2 separate regions of the Mus musculus genome follow, and region 1 is linked to region 2. The links are chromatin contacts, called in public promoter capture Hi-C maps. All regions are on one chromosome and are shown on one strand. Each heading gives the region's core, a stretch centred on a gene start, on an enhancer-like site or on the middle of the called end of the contact. The rest is flanking DNA. Distances are from core to core; before and after follow the strand shown. Region 1 overlaps Klhl29 (kelch-like 29). Region 2 overlaps Klhl29 (kelch-like 29).

Region 1 (4,668 bases), core at 43-2,542, 100 kb before region 2:
TTATGCTGCTTTTTCCCTGAGTACAGAAGTGGGACTGGCATCTGCTTGCTTGTCTGCTACAGAGCATCTCCCGTCTTGGGCTTGCTGTGACCATCTTGATGAGCTCAAATTGCTTCCTGTACTAGTTTAGGGGCAGCAGTCCTGGAATGACCTGGGTCATCTTGGCAATCTGGGATGTAGAAGTCCCTCTGAGTCTCAGAGAGGCTGCTGGTTCAGACTCATGCCACTAGTACCTGGAGCCTCCCCATATGATCCCGGGAACCAGCTTTCGTTTGCAGGCTGGATGGAGATCTTGGGTTCTGTTTCTTGATGGGCTGTGTGCTCCTCTGGGTCTGTAGTTGGGAGTCATCCGCATTGATGGGAACCTAGCTTCGAGGCACTGTGGGGGCGGGTTTGAGGATGAGACTGGCCCAGCACAGGCAGACTCTATAAGGTGAGGACTGACAGCATGGAAATTCTCCTGCTGTGTGAACACGCAGGGCACCACTTTGGATCAGACTCACTCTGTTCATTAATTGCTGGGCGCTGTCCCTGATGTATGGGTTGAAAGCATGGACTGACAAAAGAATTTAAATAATTAGATCTTTTTTTATTTACTAAGCTTTTCCGTTACCCTTTGCAAAGAGTAAAACTATTTTTTGAACCTTTACAATGTTGCTATTCTTATTCAGAAAGTTCTCTGACCTGCATATCTTACCTTACATGTCAGATGGCCTGAAACTCCTCTACACAGGAATCTTCTTATAACTTTTATACAGATAAAAGTCCAATTCTATGGCATGCAATTCAATCAGTCTTGCAGAGACCTGTGCCCACCCCTGCTGCATACATCCCTGTCAGGAAAAGGAACATTTCCGTCGACCCCCTTCGAGGCCAATATCCCAAACCAGAGGAGTGAGTGATTTGTTTTGGACATGCCTTTTAGCGTAGTGGCTTTTAAAACATCACCTGCATTTTGAAGCTGACCGTCTTCCTCTGAAGACTGTCTGCTGCTCATTCCTGGGCACTGGATTCCATTGTTAGAGGCAGGTCAGAAGGACAGTCTTTCCATGGTGTGAGGTCCCCTGGCTGGGACTCAGAGGTCCTGAAGTCTAGTCAGTGGTGTACCTCTGCTTGGGAGTAAGAGATGCAGGCATTCGCAATGCTTCCGGAACAGGGGATGGCAAGAAAGCTTATTCTGTTTCCAGGATCGTTTGTCTGCGATTGTGCTCGCTGAGCAGGACTCCAGATTAGAGGAAAAAATGAGAGAGGCCCACTCATCGGCCTGCATAATCAGCACTGAACAGATTTCTGCTCCAACAAAGAGAACAGTGTGTTCCTGAGACTGCTGTACATGCTCGCTGGTGGGCGGTTCTCCTGTGAGGGAGGCAAGTTTTTCAGCACCCCCACCCCATCCACTACTTCCCTTTGTGTTGGCCCCAGACTTTCTGGCTCCTGAGAAGCGGTTATTGACCTGAGGCCTGGAGAGGGCAGACACACACACAAGAAAGCAAAGCCCCGTAAACCCACCTGTCTGACCAACCTGCTCACGTCACTGGGCGGTCAGTGAGTATTCAAACACCCTCTAACTCCTTTGCTTGCTTGCCTTTTAGTCTCATGCTGTTAGGCTGATAGCCACTCCATATGCTTACAAGGACTGTGCCCCAACTGCACCCTTTGTGACCCCCCCCACCCCTAAGGAAGCCCTAATCTGCACTGTTCGGGTGTTGTGTCTGAATACTTCCTATAAAAGCAGTCAGACTACTGACTCTCAAGACACCAAGAAAGAGCAGCCAGACTGCCCTGTGATTTTAGCCCTCATGGGTCTCTCCTCTGTGACCCCCTGTGGGTGATTCTTTCGGTGTGGTTCAAGTGGTTAAAATCCCATTGACACTCAGGACTGTATGGACTAGTCAGGATTAAGCGTGTGTGTGTGTGTGTGTGTGTGTGTGTGTGTGTGTGTACACGTGCACATGTGTGCACAGGTCTCTCTTGCAATTGTTATTTTCCTCTTTAATCAAAGGGATTTAAATGGCCTGAGAATATATGTGCTTTTTTTGAATGTCAGAGTTGTGCCCTTTGTAAAATTACCCCAGGGTATGAGAAGAGAAAGTGTAAGCAATTAAAATGCACAGGACAGCAGCAGGGGAGAGCAACACAGAAACTGCTGCCTGCCTGGAGGACCCAAGGGACCTGAGCCCTGGGTTGGGAGGTGGGGGGCGGGGGGGGGTGATAAAGGAGATCCAACCCACCCCTTGCTCTCTTGCTAGGGCTGTAGTGTGGCTCTGACCTTTGACAAATTGCCTGCTCCTCAGTGACTCCATCTGCATGCAGACGTTGGACTAATGGTCACTTAAGATACATGTTCCTTTAGCTGTTGGCTGTGATCACTGCCAATTAGACCGGAAATGCTTAGGTTTTAGATACTCAGACTGGCCAAAGATGTTCCTTCCATCCATCAGTGGTGTGTGGGATTCATGAATGTTCATCATCATGTCACTGTCACCGTCACTGGCCTTGGGAGCCAAACCAAGACTGTCAAAGCCCTGTTATCCACAGTACAGCACTGTGGACTCATGGCTCCTTCACTTCGGTTAGGGGCCGTCCTCATGTGTGCTCTGGCTCTCACCAAGATCCTGAGAGAGAAGGGCCACAGCAGATACCAGTGAGGGGGAGGGGAAAAGATAAGCTCCTTTGAGCCCAGCTCCCAGACCTGAGTCTCCAATAGCTCCAGACCTTGCCCACATTGTTATCTCTGTTTATGTTTGAAGGGGTGGGGCCATATGAATTACATACCAACATGCTCTGCCCACCAAGCCCCACTCCCTCTTCTTAGGATCGTCTTGCTCTATCATACTGCCTGTGAAGGCCACAGAAGATCACTCTTGGAGCTAGCCGAAGATGAGGAGCAGGAGCCATTCATCCTTCACAGTGAATCCTGGGAGCCTGGTCAGAGGCTACTCACTTGAGAGTAGCCGAGGCAGTGAAGTGTTCTTTGGAACAATCTGTGGTCATACAGGTCTAACACATTTTAGAAGTGGTTTTCATTCAACGCTTACTGAATTAAAAAAAAAGACAATTAATACTCAATCCTTAAAGAAATAAATCCTCTCATTTGGAGCAAAATGAAGCTAGTGCTCTGTGGCTAACAGCCACAGTCTTTTATAGAGCAGAGCCCAGGGCCCAAGAGTTGCTGGGACTCTGTAGCTGGCTTCTCCAGCGCTAACTGCTCCATGGCTACCCTGTAGTTTCCATGGTTAAGGTCAGAAAGTTTATATCCACGAAAGCTGGGGGTCAGGAGATGACGGGCTGAGTATAAGGCAGAGGCCCAGCCTTCACTTAAGATAATCATGGCTCCTGCTTACAGCTGGAGCTAGAGACACGGGTGCTAGTGGGACTGGTTATAGATTCTACCTGTCCTGTGACAGAGTAAACTCAAAGGTCTGACATTCTGGAGGAGGGCTGTCTTTGAGGCAGCAGGTGACTGGGGACCTCTACTGATGACCACTGTCACCTGTTCTCCCAAGCAGCTAACTCAAAACCCTGCAGGGCTATACATCTTTAATGTGCCACCCCCCAATCCTCAGGGTATTGTCTTCCACTTTATCTGGGGACAGATACCCCCAATTTCTCTCCCCCTCCTCCTTCCTCCAAAAGCCCTTCTTTTCTCTTGTTATAGACTAACGAGAGCTAAGGTTGAACATGTCTTACCTTTCGAGGGAGTTTGCCATTGTTCCTTTCATTCTATGGTTGACTCAAGCCTTCCCAAGTGGAAAACTCTAAGGTCCTGCAGGAAGAAACAGTTGAGATCCTAATATTCAGAGGGTTCATAAACACTCTCGCCCGTATGTTCCCCAGCCCCATAGACTCTGCTTCTCCTACCTCCAGGAGGTGTCCCTAGAATTGTGCTTAGAGATTCCCTCTGCTTAGATGGGATCCTGGGCAGGGCCCAGCAGGTACCCTGATCCTTAGACTCTGCCCATTCAGTGCCCTCAACAGCTCCCTCTCATTGAGCAGGGTGCATGCTGCCTCCCCTGCCATTTCCACTCTCCTGCCCATACCTGGTTCTATCCATCTACTCTCAAAGGAGACATTTTAGTCACATTGTCTGAGCAACTCTCTGTACAGCCAAGTGCACTGGATGCCCCATTACTGCATCCTCAGTGGGTCCTCAAACTCTGTTATTCAACTCACCCTAAACACTTGCAGAAAGCAGCTTGTACATGGGCACTCTGTGTGCTTCAGAAGAGACGCCAGACAGGACTGGGGAGACTTTGGAACTAGCTATGTTTCAGGTTCACATGCAGAATGTCTGGGCTTCACATGATGCCTGGCCCAGTTCAGAAGCCACACCCCGGGCCTGGAGGTCTCTGAAAAGATATTCCTTCTGTCTGTCACCACAGTCACCAGGCAGCCCTAGGCATAGCTAATTAGGTCAGCTTCTCCATCCTCATGCAGCCTGTGGCTGACCACAAGGACCAGTCTCCAGAAGAAGGAGAGGGCTTCAGCTTTTATTTTATTTTATTTATTTATTTATTTTGGTTTTTCGAGACAGGGTTTCTCTGTATAGCCCTGGCTGTCCTGGAACTCACTTTGTAGACCAGGCTGGCCTCGAACTCAGAAATCCGCCTGCCTCTGCCTCCCAAGTGCTGGGATTAAAGGCGTGTGCCACCACGCCTGGGGGGCTTC
Region 2 (4,311 bases), core at 1,739-4,238:
ACCCAGAACCCATGACGGTGAGAAAGCGCCCCTGTGTGGGCGAGAGGTGCCTGGACCCAGACAGTGACAGACAGAGTCAGAACCCACTGTTCCCTGCACAGCAAAGCCAGTTGGGCCTCCATCCAAACAGGATTCCTCCAAAATTCTGCTCAAAGCAGCAGACGCTGCTGGAGCATGTCCTCCCTCTCCCTCTTGTCCCACTGCCACTTGTCCAGGGAAGTGGCAGCATCTGGTGTTGATCAAACAGTTTTATTGCTGCTAGCCTGCGGTGTAACCAGCCCTCACCTGTGCTACAGACGACCTTTGTGGGCCTGGGAATAGGCGCTACTGTCCCCATTTCACAGGTGGAAAACCTGCCTCTGACAACACAGACCCCCTTGCACCTTCTGCCCTGACACTGGCCTCTGGGGGTACATTTCTCCTACCCTCAGGCTGCACTTGACCTGCTAAGGATCCATCACCCTCCTATACACAGTTCTGTGGAACAGTATGAGTTTGCTTGTGGAGGTGCCCAGCTCCAGGACCCCCAGCCTTCTTCCTGCCACAGAAGGTGGTGGGCATGAGAGCCTAATTTCTCCCTCGGAGAGACTCCTGCCGAGGGCCTTGGCATGGAGGGGTTGCTGAGGGAGCAGCTTCTATTACTGCCACCAGCTCTGACCCCTTATTCTGGTTTAGGTGGCTTCACAGCCGTAGGCCCCACAGACACATTCCTCGTTTGCAGCTGAGTGGCCGTGCCCTCATCAGTGTCACCTAGCAGAGAGCACTTGTACTGAGGATGTTGGATTCAAATGACCACGTCAGCCCTGTTCAGCAGCGTCAGCTTTGGGGCGTCACATCTTCACCGCCCTCTCTATTTAGAAAAGGCCATGGCTGCTTCCTGTTCCCTGTCAACAGCTCCTTTATCATTTCTCCTAACGTCTGGTAGGACCCATTCTGCTTCTGTCCTGGGAACTAGGCTTCTTATGCTGTCCAGCTCTTGCAGACCTTGTAGTCACAATTCCTCCTCTTAAGGGATCCCAAATGTCAGGGGTCCCCTCGAACATGGATGACTTTACTCGGTTTGTAGGACCCAGGTGGTGGTATGGCCCTTTAAGCCCTATGCACAATGTCACACTCTCAGTACCCTGCCTTCTCCCAGCCACAACCCCATAGGGGCTCTAGTCACCTCCTACCCAGTCAGTGGGGACCAGTCAGTCAATCCCCTGTTCTACTAGGGTGCCCTGAAGAAGGTCACATCCAGCCTGGGGCTCATTTGACTCTTCAGTGCTGTGGCAGGAAGGCTACAGAGGTTGACAGGGCCTGGTATTTTCATCTCTTCCAAGTAGCCTTTCTTGCAAGGGAAGTAAGAGAAAGATAAAGTCAAAGACACAAACACGGCGATGTACGACGTACATTAGCAGGAGAGATTGAACGAGTCTCTAAATATTATCTTCCACACACTCTCGAGGTAGCATGCCCTCGGGCCCTTTTTAAATCAAGATTTTATTAAAAAGAAACACGGTTGCAATCATCAAGCAAACAATTCACAAAGACATTTTCTAGAGTGATAAGAATAAGAGAAGCTATTATTTGAGGGATGGGGAACAGAACTTAGGATGCCAGACCCAGGATGTGGTTTCTGCAGCCGTTTTCTGTGTATGTGATGTATGTGTGTGTGCCTTGCATGTACATATGTGAATGTACATGTATGTATGTGTGTGCGCGCTGTCAATTTAATTAGCATACACTAATTACAAAATGATGGGTTATATTATAAAGTGTTCAGATATGTCATGCATGTATATAATGTCCTCGGATTACATTTCTCCCCCTTTATCTTCCTGTCTTTCCTTCCCATTTGTACTTCCCCCTCCCTCTTCTTTCCTTTCTTTTTTGTTGTTGTTGTTGTGTGATGGAAAACGCAATATTTGCCTTTCTGTGTGTGAGTTATTTCTCCAGTTTCATCCGCTTTCCTGCAACCGACATGATGTTCTTTATGGCTGGATAATATTCAACTGTGTATATATACCTCACTCTCTTCAACTCTTCGCCCATTGGCAGATACTTAGTCTGATTCCATCCCTTAGCTCTTGTGCCTAGTGGTGTAATAAGCAGCAATGCGCAAGTATCTCTGATATCGGCTGGCTTAGATTCCTCCAGTGTATAGCCAAGAGTGATATAGCTGGATTGTGTGCAAACTGCATCCTAATTATCTGAGTAACTTCCATATGATTCCCACTATATTAGCACCAGCACTGTGGGAGGGTCCTCTGCTCACCCAGCCTCCCTGACATCTCTTGTTTCCTCTCATGATGCTAGCCATTCTGACTGCGTTAAGACCAAAGCTCAGTATAGTTTTGTTCTGCATTTCCCCAGGTCATCTCCTATTCCATCCTTCCCATAAAAGGTTAGGAACTGGGTTCAGAGACATCTACCAATCCACCAAGGACACAGAGCACGTGAACTGTGGCTTTGAGGTTTCCACCGTATCACTGCCTCTGGTAGCTCACGGCAGGGCCTGCTCAGAGCTGGACAAGAGGCAAGGAGATCACCTGGAAACATCTGGTTTCCAAAGCTAAGGGGGAGCCTACATTATGTTCCTGCTGCCTGTGCCTGGGCTTTCTCTCTATTAGAGCAGAGGCCATATCTCAGGCTATTTGCCCATCCAGGTTTAAACTGTAAGTTGGAGAAATGGGAATATCCTGCAGACAGAGAAACAGCATCTACTTGTCAGAGATAATGGGAGCATCTCAGAGCTCTACTTCCAGCCTTTTGTCCCCTCCTCCCTGCTTGCGTTAATTACCTACCCATAATGCTAACCTTCAGAAAGAAATGAGGGTAAAGAATACAGCAAGTCCAAGTGTCTCGTTTCCTGCCTTTTCATGCTCCTCTAGACAGGTGTGGCACCTTTCACAGACCCCGAGGGAGTCCCTGCAGGTCTCTACACACTCCTATACCCCGGTGCTTGATAGTGTTTGGTCATCACCATGCTCATGTGTAATGCACTGAGCTCTGCCTGTGCCTGGCTGGCTTTTGCAGTGCAGAGGCTCAGTCGCAAGCCTTTGCTCACAGCTCCATGTTGAGGGGAGAAAGCAGGAAATGCATTCCGTACACGGCACGTTAGTGCTGGAGACAGGAGATATTATTTTCAGGGATATCGTGTTAATAGAAGGCTGTGTCTTGAAAAGCATTGCCTTTGAGTTCTATGACTCCTTTCAGATTCCGCAAAAGCACTTTAGGCAAATACTCAGACAGGCGGCTGCTTCCTCCAATAGTGGGTGGAAGGGTCCTAGACCTGGGGCTGCAGCCACAGCCACCAGGAATAAGAACTGGCTGTGGTTGCCGTCCAAGCCAGCCCACGGCCTGGATAATATCAGCAATACTAAAGGTTACAGCTTTTCCTGTGATGTATCGCTTCTTCAGAGAGTATTAAAGATGTTTTGAATCTATTTTTTAGGAATCTTGAAACCGCCAGTGGAACATTTTTGATGTTGTAGTAATGCTTCGAGCTGCAGCGTGGGAAGGCTGGCCCCCTGAGCTACCCTAGGGATCTGGAATGGAAGGCACTGCCTGCCCCTTGTAGTTTTAGCAGTTAGGAAGCAAACTAGGCAGAGCATATGCCAAGGTGTGGGAACAGATGAGATGTGCCAGGGAACTGCATTCTTTCTCTCTTTTGCCAGGGAGTGGGGGAAGTCATACTTGGTGTGTCCAAGGATTGGGGGTGGGTGTGGGGCGTGGGCAGGATTTATTAGGAGGGAGAGTCAAAGGAAAAGTTGCATCCTCGTGGAAGGAATTCTCCAGCCCTGCTTAAGATTCTTTTTTTTTTTTTTTTTTTTTTTTTGGTTTTTCAAGACAGGGTTTCTCTGTAGCCTTGGCTGTCCTGGAACTCACTCTGTAGACCAGGCTGGCCTCAAACTCAGAAATCCGCCTGCCTCTGCCTCCCGAGTGCTGGGATTAAAGATGTGCGCCACCATGCCCGGCTCCTGCTTAAGATTCTTATTGTGCATCTCTCCCCTCAACCCTCCCCTCACCTGGACCCTTCTTACCCAGAGTACAGATTCAAATAAAAATCCAACCAAAGGCAATATAATTGTGCCAGTTGTCAGAGATGGTATGATGGTTAATTGTATATGTCAACTTGATGGGCCTCCCAGATATTTGGCCCAACATCATTCTGCGGATGTCTGCGGCAGTGTCTGGGGAGGAGATTAACGTTGAATCTGTAATCAGTAATCAGAGGAAAGCAGGTAGCTGGTCCCAGTGTTCCCTCAGACCAGACATACGAGGGCTAAGTGGAACACTAAGCTGGCCCCACCTTGACTAAGGGGAGCT

What was found. Promoter capture Hi-C pulls out the DNA fragments that hold promoters and counts their contacts.
Region 1: a promoter capture Hi-C map of hippocampal neurons shows a contact between it and region 2, with 5 times the contacts expected there. The contact joins two enhancer-like sites. A contact is called at or near these places in 1 of 39 promoter capture datasets (hippocampal neurons), 12 of 484 Hi-C or Micro-C datasets (adipose-derived mesenchymal stem cells, cerebellar granule neurons, cerebral cortex and 7 more) and 1 of 115 datasets of contacts at active chromatin or transcription factors (neural progenitor cells).

What each region holds. Positions count from the first base shown.
Region 1 is chr12:5,264,980-5,269,647 of GRCm38.p6, reverse strand. All of the region lies in intron 2 of Klhl29 (kelch-like 29), which reads left to right. Among named protein-coding and RNA genes, the nearest start is that of Gm51980, 15 kb to the left of the region's middle. RefSeq lists an enhancer at 80-3,210. Within about 2 kb of position 1,292, at least 105 of the 459 cell types and tissues checked have an H3K27ac peak or open chromatin away from gene starts, as enhancers often do. A contact at or near this core is called in cerebral cortex, hippocampal neurons and uterus, where this site is marked.
Region 2 is chr12:5,162,143-5,166,453 of GRCm38.p6, reverse strand. The region is part of intron 3 of Klhl29 (kelch-like 29); the gene reads left to right. Among named protein-coding and RNA genes, the nearest start is that of Gm51980, 120 kb to the left of the region's middle. Within about 2 kb of position 2,988, at least 16 of the 459 cell types and tissues checked have an H3K27ac peak or open chromatin away from gene starts, as enhancers often do. A contact at or near this core is called in cerebral cortex, hippocampal neurons and uterus, where this site is marked.